2 separate regions of the Bombyx mori genome follow, and region 2 is linked to region 1. A link is a contact called in public Hi-C data. All regions are on one chromosome and are shown on one strand. Each heading gives the region's core, a stretch centred on a gene start, on an enhancer-like site or on the middle of the called end of the contact. The rest is flanking DNA. Distances are from core to core; before and after follow the strand shown. Region 1 overlaps LOC101737750. Region 2 overlaps LOC101737886 (dymeclin).

Region 1 (3,060 bases), core at 122-2,621:
ACTATAACATAGTAACGCACACATTACCACTAAAGAAAATTATTATCCAATACTAATCATTAATAACTTAAGAGAATTCGAAATAAGGTAAATCTATCGAAAGAATCTTTTGTGGTGTTTTTTTTCTCTCCACCTATTTGCCGGTAGCCTAAGGGGTTATTCCACCTACCCGCGCTACGGGGTCTGGCGCAATAGCACAGTTTAATACGAGAACTGCTGTAAACTACACGTGACAATATCGTACGAATGTCTAATAGGTGTATAGTGTAAATCTATGTACACATAAAGTGTATGGAAAACACGTGCTGTGTTTACTTGAATTGCTGTTAAAGGCAGTCGACCAGACCGCTTCATAGTCGCCATCGCTTACGGACGTCAGCGGTGTTACCAATAATTAATGTTGCAAATGAAAATAATAACGCAATAACCCCGAGTATTTGGGAAGCCAACAATAAGGAAGTGAAAATATGTTCTTCCAGACGATACGTGCTGACTAGTTGAATTATAGTTTAATGCAAAACCGGTTTTTTATTTAAATGTATTTTTGGTATTCAATATCGAAAATACTGATCATTTGTACAAGAATACTCTTCTGTTCGATGTCAAGTTAATTGCTTTAACTAAATTATACGTTTCCACGCCTTTTGCCTGTTAATCTTTGGACGATGTCGACTTATTTTTAGCCTTCAAAGTCCAAAGATGTACTTACGGCTCTCGGATATTCGGTATCGAACTAAAACATGTTGATGTGGCACGGTAAATGGAACGTAATTTTAAACAGAAGCTAAATAAAATCGTTTGGAGTGTAAAATAAATTTTAAAATCAATTGGAAAAGAAGAAAACATACAATGGTGTTAAAAACACATCATAGTTACACGTAAATTTGAATTTGAAGTGACACAAAGATAGCATGGTATAGTGTATAGTAAAGTGAATGTAAATAAAAAATTAACACGTTAACAAAATGTTGTCTCAAACAATTGGCAGCCGACCGGTGTTACGCAAAATTTTCTATCTGACACAGATTCAACATACTGTGAATTGCAGATCTTACATAAATAATGTAGGTCGCGCATAGAAACTGCTAACAATGCGTTTTGCAATACAAAATCAAACAAAAACAAGAAAATTTGCATGCATGTACAGATAATATATGCTTCAACCTTGTTTCCACCTACGCGTTGATTGCATTGCGTGTTCATTGTCGTCAAAACGTTCGTAGATTAAACAACTTCGATCTAGATGTTAGATAATTTTATTTAAATCCTTCAATGTAAATAATTTTTAAAAGTTCCTTCGCGAGTGGACTGTGAAACGGAACGCACGTACTGGCTGTATACCTCGGCTCGTCTTCGGAACTGTCAATTGTCATAAATAAAAAGTTTGACGTTTCTGGGTTTTGTGAATTAATGTGATTGTGTTTCGTATTTTGTTATCCTAAAAATCTTGTAAAGTGTTTAAATGTTTTATGTAAGTCAGATGAAATTTTATTTATTTAAAGTTACAAGTATTATTTTTTCCACTAATTCGTTTTGGTAGGTGAACGTCTTTCTTCTGTTTTGAACCCTTTGAAAAGTTTATCCGAAAGATTGTAAAGTTTCTTTGAAAGGTCGCTAGTCAACAACTCGAAGATTTCTATAAAGCTCTAAGTGAGTTATCGATGATTCAGCGTTTTAATCTGTTCATTGTAAACGAAAAATGAGTAATCTAATTATAATATAGTCACCGGAAAACCTGTTTAATTCTGTACAGCATAGCATTCGACTAAATCTTTAAAGTATAAATAAAACCGATTCTCTGTTTTCGTTTTTCGATATTTATTTGAATTTCGAAATTAGTACATACTCGAAGTAGTAGAATGTTAGAACAAAAATTTTTCGTAGCTTCAAAATTACGTTAAAATTTAATATAAAAGGGATTTTGTTTGTGTTGATGGCCACACAAGAATACCGCCTATAAGTGGTTCGTCGAGATTAAAGGCAATATCAGTGTTCAACGGTACTCTGAAAGGAATGTCTCAATTATGGTGGCTATCTTACTCTTGAAACTATGATGCATAATTGCTTATAAGAAGTAAGCAGAAAAATTATACCAAACATTGTGAGATCTCAACATGTTATACCACTAATACTCTTGAGAAGTAAGTGGATATACATGGCCGTTAAATAAGGACAACAGGGGAGATAGCTACAGCTATACCTTGGGTCCAAACTGCATATCAATTATAGCTCTCAATCAATAGCACCAGGATATCTCCCAGTCAATAGCTATATAAATTACTGCCTAAGGTCTTCAGGTAAATCTAGAAATTATTGTAATTTACAAGGCCACATTGATATTTGACTTCCTGTAGGAAACATAATTAAGTTTGTACATAGTTTATCAGAAAAATAAAAAGTAACAACTTTTTAATAACAAGTTAAAGTTTCAATGCTTTAGTGTTTTTAAGGAAATTGTTAGGTTACACCATCCTGCCTATTTTGGCTGTAAAGCAGTTAATTTTCTGATTTAACTTAAGATAGCAGGCAGCATTTATATTGGTAATGGTCCTATAGACTCCATTTACGGTTTAGAGAGTACTAGATTAGAGTTGTAAACCATTACTCAAGATATAAAGGTATCTAGCTGAGATAGCAAGGTATTATTACTGATGGATGGTGTGAAAATAATTATAAGTATTTACTTGTTTTTCCTACCGATTCTAGTAACCTTGAGGGGTTATTCTAGATTCACCGAACTAGTAGGTGAGCTGGCGTGGCTCAAACCTGACGTTGTTTCAACCACGAACCCTAGCAATAGCCGTGCTTCACAGAATTTACCACTGAATCGGAAATGTGGCCCACTGAGAAGATCTGGCGAGAAACTCAGTGGGCCCCTTTTTTTGAATCACCTCCATGATATGACTACCAATTGTGAATTAATTTTGGAAAATTTCATTAAAACTATTCTGTGGTATATGTTGAGCATCAACTGATGATGTCTAGTTTAAATTAAAAACCATGAATATGTCAATCAAAGCCCCTTGAACAATAATAAATTCAACAAATTCGACAATGTCA
Region 2 (3,025 bases), core at 30-2,529, 49 kb before region 1:
TTTCGTGCGTGCAGCCAGCTCGATCGAATTATAAGACGTTGCCACGTCAAAAATTTAACTGGTTAATTAAAGAAAAAATCAAAATTATCGATAAAGTTGATTATTGAAAACACGAATAAAACAACACTTTAATAAATCGTAGCTAGATCGATTTATCGCCCCCGAAATCCCCTGTATACTAAATTTTATGAAAATCGTTTGAGCCGTTTCCGAGATTCAGATTATACACATATATTTATATACAAGAATTGCTCGTTTAAAGATATATAATAATAAGATATAAGCTAACTTTTACGCCATCGAGAACGTTAAAAAACTCGCACTAATCACACTGGTCATGAATAACATCCCACAATAGATGCGTGTATGGACTTAAATATAAGCGGAGGTAATTTTGGTGATGAAGTTAACACACTGAAACACGTCTTGGACATTGTCACACGTGAAAGTCGTTAAAGTTAATAACGTTAACTTTAAAAAATTAATAACGTTCAATAAAATGGCCATGACATGGTAATATGATGACTATTTTAATATAACTGTATTTCTTGTCATTCCTAAGCACTTCCCTTTAGATTAGTTAAAAACAATATTTCAGTTTATATTATTAATTCTTATTATAAAGCAATAATAAAATGTACAATTATAAATAAATTATATTTAATATGATATTTAAATTGGACTTTTACTACATACAAGCAAACATACCTTAGTTATAAGCGTTTCGTTTTAAACAGTTAAATAATGTTTTCTTAAAGTGGATGAACAAACGATCTTGTAGAGCTCATCTGGTATCAAATAATCGAAATTCTGTCCATACATGTTGAAAAGAAACCAATATTCTTCACCTCCCTCCAAAAATTATAAGCCTACCTCTTGAAATGTGAACACGGCTAGTGGCAACTCGACTTTTTAGGGTTTCATTTACTCCCAAAAATCCTCGCAAGATAATGGTGACAATTTAGAATTTTAGGAACAACTGAGAAAATGTTCTCTTACTACATACTATTTACTCCTAAACATTTATTTAGGTTGTCAAAAAGTTGACGGTAATTGTTGCCTTGCTATATGTTCAAGCGTGAAGAAACAAACAAGAAAATGAATTAATAAGGCTTAATAAAAGAATTCACACAGTATCGCTCTTCACGGTTCCCAAGATTTTGATTAACTTGGTGATTCGACGTTTACAGTTAAAGTGTAGTCTTTGAAATCCGCAAAGGGGACAATGACAAGATGAGTAAAGATCTTGTGAGATGACAACCACAGATCACAAGTCACAGATTAACAGAACGCAATGACAACAATTGACAAGTGTAGTGTGATGTGATGTATTGTGATCGGGTGTGCGTAAACAATTAAATTGTTGAGCGGTTAATAATTCAATTTAATAAGATTTGAATTTTACGCTAAGACTGCAAATTTACTGAACTTTATAATTTAACATTGTGCGCTATTCTTACCTTTGCTCATGGTGCCGTGACGGACTAAAACCTACGCTTGTCTGGTAAGTGTCCGAATAAAAAAAATCCTTCGATTAAAATTTAAATATTTTGCTAAGTATATTCTGTCTCAAGTAGAAACGTATAATTTGTCCGGTGTGCTTTCATATTTCGTAAAGCTTATATCTCGTTTTGTTATTATCTTCTTTGCGTTTTTATTACTTGAAACTTGTGCTTGCAAAAAAAAAATAGACTGCAAAATCTCATATAAAAACTTTTTAAAAGGGATATTGTATTATCCATGCGAAAATTCCGAATTTGTGTATTCATAAGTGTATTAAAATTATAATAGTTATACTTTTGTATGAATATAAAATATTACTGCACATACAAGTGTATATTTATTGTTGCATAATGCTAAGAGACTAAATAAATAATAACTATTAGTCACCAGTGTGGTGTCTTAAAATGGTTTGTTTTACCAATACGCTAACAAAGCATTAGTTCATTGAAAATCTTAAATTTCTCTTAAAATCTAACTGCCATAGAATTAAAAAAAAAATTAAAATTTTAAAATTATTATAGGATTGTTGACAATTTGATTAAAGCTGACAGAAAACATTTTATAAACAATTATTGCTAATATAACTTGTTTACTTGGAAAACTATAGCTATTAAAAAAAAAACTAGGATGTCACTGTAATCTAGAATGTTGCTGTATGTTGCTCAATATATTATGAGTTAATATGCTTAATAGTATGATAATATAGTAATAATATAAAATAATACTTAAAAGAACACTGAAACTAGAAGGTGACGATATTTATAAAATTTTCAGTCAGTGAGATAAGTAGTCCTGTAAAATGCTCATAACTTCAGAATAATAACAAAAAGATTTACCCTTAGTAGTCTTAATTGTCTATATGAAATTTGTTCAAGGATATCATATATGTTTGCATAATTTCATTCTAAATAGAAATTATTTATTGACCATAAAATACACAAGTACAATATAAAGGTACAGATAAAATACAGCCTGTAAATAAAAATTGGAGACAAGAGTTTTGATTTGATAGTAATTTAATAATGCTATCTTGACCTTCAAATAAACAATAACGAGGATAGTGGCACCCATATCATGGTAAGTGTTCCACTGAAGTCCCCCACTGAGTTTCTAGTCAGATTTTCTCAGTGGGTTGTGTTTGAGATCCGGTAAGATTCTGCGAAGCACTGCTCTTGCTAGGGCCAGTGTTAGCAACATACCCAGTTTGAGCCCCGTGAGCTTACCTACATATTAGAGTGAAGCTGAAATAGCCTCTCAAGGTTATCAGCATAGGTAGGATAAAAAGAAAGTGAAGTTGCTCTGCCTTTCTGTGCCAAAACAATTTATGGCATTCAAACTACGAATTTTCAACACAAAATACTGAATGTCTTTGACAGAGACAATGGCTGATGCAAATCTGGACCTCATAATCCAATAATATATGACAAAAATAGAGATGATCGAGAATTAACATTAAAATTCCAGTGGAGATATTTACTAAACAATATTTATTATCTTAATGAAACAGATTAGACTAAACATG

Evidence for each region. Hi-C and Micro-C count contacts between places; a contact is called where the count stands out from the background.
Region 2: a Hi-C map of midgut shows a contact between it and region 1, with 1.8 times the contacts expected there. The contact joins two enhancer-like sites. A contact is called at or near these places in 3 of 7 Hi-C or Micro-C datasets (midgut and whole pupa).

Annotation. Positions count from the first base shown.
Region 1 is chr2:5,755,147-5,758,206 of ASM3026992v2, reverse strand. The region is part of intron 3 of LOC101737750; the gene reads left to right. All of the region lies in intron 3 of LOC134200481 (a long non-coding RNA gene), which reads right to left. Among protein-coding and RNA genes, the nearest start is that of LOC134200515, 3.9 kb to the left of the region's middle. Within about 2 kb of position 1,371, at least 7 of the 8 cell types and tissues checked have open chromatin away from gene starts, as enhancers often do.
Region 2 is chr2:5,804,080-5,807,104 of ASM3026992v2, reverse strand. LOC101737886 (dymeclin) reads left to right here. Exons shown (of 17, transcript XM_004933247.5): 17 at 1-677. The region is part of intron 3 of LOC134200481 (a long non-coding RNA gene); the gene reads right to left. Among protein-coding and RNA genes, the nearest start is that of LOC101737750, 12 kb to the right of the region's middle. Within about 2 kb of position 1,279, at least 8 of the 8 cell types and tissues checked have open chromatin away from gene starts, as enhancers often do.